2 separate regions of the Oryctolagus cuniculus genome follow, and region 1 is linked to region 2. A link is a contact called in public Micro-C data. All regions are on one chromosome and are shown on one strand. The core of a region is the stretch at or near the end of the contact, and the rest is flanking DNA. Distances in the headings are between cores, read along the strand shown.

Region 1 (2,700 bases), core at 49-2,548, 290 kb before region 2:
TTTCAGCAGAGTTCTTTTAAAAGAAAAAACACGGAGGATGGGGGTGGGCATCTGACCTAGCACTTAGGACTCCCACTGGCGGAACTCATTGGAGAGCCTGGTTTCGGGAGGTGGAGTTCTGGCTCTGCTCCCGACTCCAGCTTTCTGCTGATGCGCACCCTAGGAGGCAGCAATGATGACTCAAATAGTTGGGATCTCCACCATTCACACAGGAGATCTGGATCAAGTTCAAGGCTCCTGGTGTGACCCCTAACCCAGGGCCCATTGCAGGCATTTGAAGAGTGAACCAGTGGATGGGAACATGTGCACAAATAACTAAACAATTAAAAAAAAAAAAAAAAGAGTGGGTTATCGCTTTTGGCTAAGATCAAGTGTAAAAAAGAATGGGTTGGGATAGTGGATAAATTACACACCTCTTTTGGGATAGTTTTTGAGGTATTATAATTATAATATTTAAATATATATAAATAATAAATATTTAAATATAAATATTATATTTATGACATATAATTGTCAGAAATAGAAGGGCTTGATCACAGGATCTTTGTGTTTCCTTTCAGGTAACTTATAACTTAACTTTGTAAAGGGGAAGCAATAGTCAATACTGGGTTAGTTAATATTTTGCCCATTAGAAAAAAAGTCTCAACACAGACAAGTCCATCTTGGTCATAAAACTCCACAAAACCAGCCCGTTTCTCTGGGCAGCTGGGCACATGGGAAGGGAGAGGCAAGCGCCCTGATCTCCCCACGCAGAGGCCAGAGCTGATGCAAGGCAGACAGACACAAGACACCGTCACCTGGGCAAGTCTCCCAGTCTCCATTTTCCATTTATAAAATGGACACGAAAATAGTGCCTACCTCATCGTGTGTGTGAAAGGCACTTAGCACGCCACTCCGTGCTTGGTAAATATCAGTTAGTCCTGGTTACTATAAAAAAAACCAACCAGGCTACTCCTCACACGTAAACGCCCGGTGCCACCTGAAAACCTGACAGGAAAGCTTTTCTGGGACTTAGTACTCACATTAAGTAACTACCACACCTGCCTGCCCCGTGCGCCACCACGGGACTTCCCAGGTTGAAAAACGTCTCTCATCCACCCGGATGCACTCGCCTGCCTTGGCACGAACTCCTGGCAAGGAGCTCCTGGCGAGGTACCAGGATCTTTGACACCCCCAGACCCCTGCCTAGCCCCCCGCCGCCTCAGGCCACGCGCTAGCGAACGCCCTCCCGCCGCCGCCGCCGTCGGCGCAAGCGCGCGGCCCGAATCCCCGCCTCCGACTTGCGCGACGTCACGTGACGCTTGGCCCCGCCCACTGCTGAGCTGCCCATCTGTGCCTTCTCGGCTTCCTCAGCGTAGCGTGAACGCTGCCCCGGCCGGCCCGTCCGCCCGCCAGGCCTGTTCGGCGCTCGGGTTGCCGAGTAGGCGACGTGCCGGTGGGCTTGGTGTGGCGGAGATGTCTGCCACTCTGCAGCGCATTGAGCGGCTGTCCAGCCGGGTGGTACGCGTGTTGGGCTGTAACCCGGGTCCCATGACCCTGCAAGGCACTAACACCTACCTGGTGGGGACCGGCTCCAGGTAAACGTCTCCCCTCTTCCCCCAACACACACACCCGCTCGCAGCACCTGCGAGAACCGCAGCTGCCACTGCGGCGTGCGCCCGGCGTCCTGGCGCCAGCCCGGCAAACCAACCACTGGATGCCCAGGCCCAGTTCCCGGGACGCCGCCGCCAAGTAACTGCCACCGGGATGGCAACTTAGAAATCACTAAAAAGAAGGAAAATTTCACTTCCTGCTTTTGAAACCCGGTTTTCTTTGCTTGATGTCTGGTGCTGGAGTAACCATGTTTAAACTGTTGAGAATTTAAGATCCCCTGGACTTAAGCATTCCAGAAAGCGTTAACAATGTCTTGCTTAACTGGCTTCTTGGTGTTTTGCCTGGAGTGTAACTTCCCTTCCCAGCCTCCGTTCAAGGTGCTGAGGGCATTTCCTTAACTAAGCAGCAGAGGGCAGGTTTTTCTTGCTTTCAGATTGCTTGAGGCCCTGAAACCAGAGGCTCTGACGGTAGTCAACAAATTTTTTGCTGATTTGTTTCAATTGTATGTGACCTTGTTTGGGTTGTTTTGAAGAGGGGAGACATCTCTGTTTCTAAGGAGATATTTTTCTTTTATTCAGTTGCATTGTTAATGAAATTATGCAGACGTGGGGAGGTATGTTTCACTGCAGAGTAGTAGGGTACCTCAAAAAGTTTGCAGATAGGACTGGTGTTGTGGCCTAGAGAATTAAGCTGGGCTTATAATGCTGGCATCCCATATGGGCACCAATTGGAGTCCTGGCAGCTCCACTTTGGTTCCAGCTCACTGCGACTGGCCTGGGAAACAGTGGAAGATGGCCAAAGTACTTGGGCCCCAGGTGGGGGCTGGTTCGAGTCCAGACTGTTCCACTTCCAATCCAGTTTCCTGCTAATGGCCAGGGAAAGCAGTGGAAGATGGCCCAAGTGCTTGGGCCCCTGCACTCATTGGGAGACCTGAAAGAAGTTTCTGGCTCCTGGGGCCAACTGGGGAGTGAGCCAGATCTGTGTATGTGTGTGTGTGTCTGTGTGTGTACACGCATGTGTCTCCCTCTCTGAACCTTTCAAATAAACACATTTTGGAAAAAAAATTCCAGAAAAATTGAATTAAAAGATTTATTTTGATGAAAGAAA
Region 2 (2,700 bases), core at 200-2,699:
CTAGTCAAAGAGAAAGAAAAATAGATAAACAAGTTAGGTACAAGACAGAATATTGTTGTAACAATGGCATAAAGTTTGAAGGGAGCCCAGGGAAGGCAGTAGGAAGCAGAGGTTGCAACTGAGTAGCAGCTGGACATGGAACTCCTCATGCTATGCTGTCAGCTTTTCTGTTTGCTATTTTGTAGAAACCGTCCTGTATCTTGAGCAAGTTGTAAGAAGTTTTATTGAGTGACATGGAAATGCAATGGGGAGTCATTTGTTTGCACAGACATCACGGTAGATTTTGGAAAGTGTGAAATCTCCTCTTGCAGAGGACTGATGGACTCTGGACTTCTGCCAAAAAAGGGAGGGCTCCACAGCAAGGAGGAACTTTATCACAACTCCTGATAACTCCCAGCTGGGGGTGAGGACAGGAAAGGAAAAAGCAGTCCAACAGTGCCACAGCCCCCAGGTGAGTACTGCTTTATTGTAGGAGCACTCTAGATTGGTATTAGTGGAAGAAGACGGCTATCATGAGAGCTAAACTTGAAAATCTTTTTTTTTTTTAAATGACTATGTTACCATACGGTAAATGCGCACATTTCAAACACTAGGTAAGTGTACAAAATAAAAAGTGGAAGCACTTCATTACACACACACTTCTTACTGTAAGTCCCAGTGCTAACATTAAAACCTTCCAAGCATTTTCTCTCCGAAGTCAAACCCACACACGCACTCCCCCATCCCCTTCTCCAAATGAAATTGGTGGTCTTCTCACAAATTTGAGGTTAAAGATGCGGTGAAAGGCGGGGGTGCTTGGAGCTCATCAGAACTGGGTGAAAATCCTGTCCAACTTCTGGCTGTGTGACCCTAGGCAAATTCTTTAAGCTTCAATTTGTGTGTGTGAATTATAAAAATAATTACTTTGTAAAGTTGAAGACTAAAACTTACAGTGTATATAAATCACTTACCACAGACACAAAGTATTCAATACACATTACTGTTCTCCAGGAAGGCAACCTTTCTTATTATGAGACTAAAAATAAGAAAACGTGTTCCTCTGATACTTTGGTAACTACTGTAACACAAACGTTGCTCATTTTTCCCCCCAACTACTCATATCCAAGAAGTTGGGAAAAAAAAAACCCACAAAACTTGCTTTTCCGAAGCATAAAACTGATCCGTCTAAGCAACACTCAAATGGGAATTTTCGCCTTTCCGGGGGTGTCGATTTCTTGGGTCTCTTCCCCTCCCTCCTCGCTCCCTCGCAACGCCTCACTGATGTCTACAGTCTTTTCGATAACTTTTGCGATTTCATGGCGTGCAGAGAAGGCCCAGCCAGCTTAGGTCCTCAAAACCCCGCGTGCAGCTTTTGCTTGATCACGCAACTGCGGGGTCGCACCCCTTTAAGCTCGCCTGGCGCAGCCGCGCCCCCACCCCTCCCTGAGACGCGCCCGCAGCCTATCCGCGACGGCAGCGAGCGGGACTGCGCGGAGCAGGGGAGCCCCCCGAGGGGTGCCGGCAGCCGCAGCGCGGGCGCGGGGCTCCTCTCTGCGGGAACCTGGAACCCTCAGCCGCCCTCGCCGTCTGCGGCCCCCCCAAGGTGCCACTCCATTCTGCGGTCCCGGCCTGTCCCACTAGCTTTCTTTTTTGGCACTGCCCTTTGCCCTCCCATGGAGTCCTCTGTTTGCTCTCCCTTCACTTCCAGTCACGCATAGGTCACCCTCCCTCCGCCAGTCACCCATTTTGTCCCCTGCCCCCTCACTCATCACCTCTCCCCCAGGCCGCCTTCTCGGAGGGGGGGGGGGGGCTCTGCCGACGGAGATGCTGCAGACTCCGCGGCCAGGGTCTGCACCCCGGAGAACCCTCTGTCCACCTCTGCCCCCTGCCCGGCGGCGCGGGAGGCAAGTTTCCGCCCCGTCCTCTCCCCAGTGACAGGAGTTGGCGGCGGCCACAGCCGGGGAGGCGGAGGGAGGGCCGGCCTGGCTCCCGAGCCCCCTCCCCTGCTCGCGAGCTCGCGCGGTCTGTGTCTCTCTCCGCAAGTGCAGAGACGCCGACGAGGAGGAGGAGGAGGAGGAGGAGGAGGAGGAGGAGGGTTTGGGGGAGGATCTCCATTGAAATAAACAACCAGGCAGCAGTTATTAACACGGGAACATGGCGGCCGCAGCCTCCGCTACGGCTTCGGCGGCGAAGGTCAGCGCCGACGGCAGCAGGCACCTGACGGCGTGACCGACCCGAGCCGGTAACCGCGCCTTCCCCGGGGGCCGCGAGGGCGGGCGGGAGGCGGGCGGCGGGCGGGGGGCGCCGCGTCCCCACCCCCGGCCGCGACTGCCCTTCCTGCGCCGAGCCCGGCGGAGCCGTGCGCCTCCGAGAGGGCTGTTTTTGTGTGCGGGCACCGCCGCCGGAGTGCGCGGAGCACGGGAGTTGCATCCCCGAGGCGCCGCGGAGCTGGGGAGTTGGGGCTTGGGGAGGGAGGGGGGTGGGGAGGGCGGGAAGCGGCGGGGAGACGCGGAGTCCCCGGGAGAGAAAGGAGGCGCTCCAGCGCCTTGCCAGAGCTCGGGAGACGAGTCCCGGAGCGCGAGGCGGGCGGAGACTGCAGCCCCGCGGCGCGGGCTGGAGGTGAGCGCCGAGGCGCGGCGGGGAGGCCGGGGGTGCGGGCGCGGCCCCCGCCCCGAGGAGCGAGCGGTCTGCCGCCCGGCCCGGCGCGGGGTCGCGGAGGAT

What was found. A called contact is a pair of places that touch in the nucleus more often than the background predicts.
Region 1: a Micro-C map of ear pinna shows a contact between it and region 2, with 6 times the contacts expected there. The contact joins the promoter of LACTB2 here to the promoter of NCOA2 in region 2. A contact is called at or near these places in 2 of 6 Hi-C or Micro-C datasets (ear pinna and an unstated tissue).

The regions. Positions count from the first base shown.
Region 1 is chr6:96,386,171-96,388,870 of mOryCun1.1, reverse strand. It overlaps LACTB2 (lactamase beta 2), which reads left to right and starts at 1,298. Exons shown (of 7, transcript XM_002710464.5): 1 at 1,298-1,577. The coding sequence starts at 1,456. It overlaps XKR9 (XK related 9), which reads right to left and starts at 1,271. Exons shown (of 5, transcript XM_002710465.5): 1 at 1,023-1,271.
Region 2 is chr6:96,093,145-96,095,844 of mOryCun1.1, reverse strand. NCOA2 (nuclear receptor coactivator 2) reads left to right here and starts at 1,449. Exons shown (of 24, transcript XM_070075149.1): 1 at 1,449-1,582.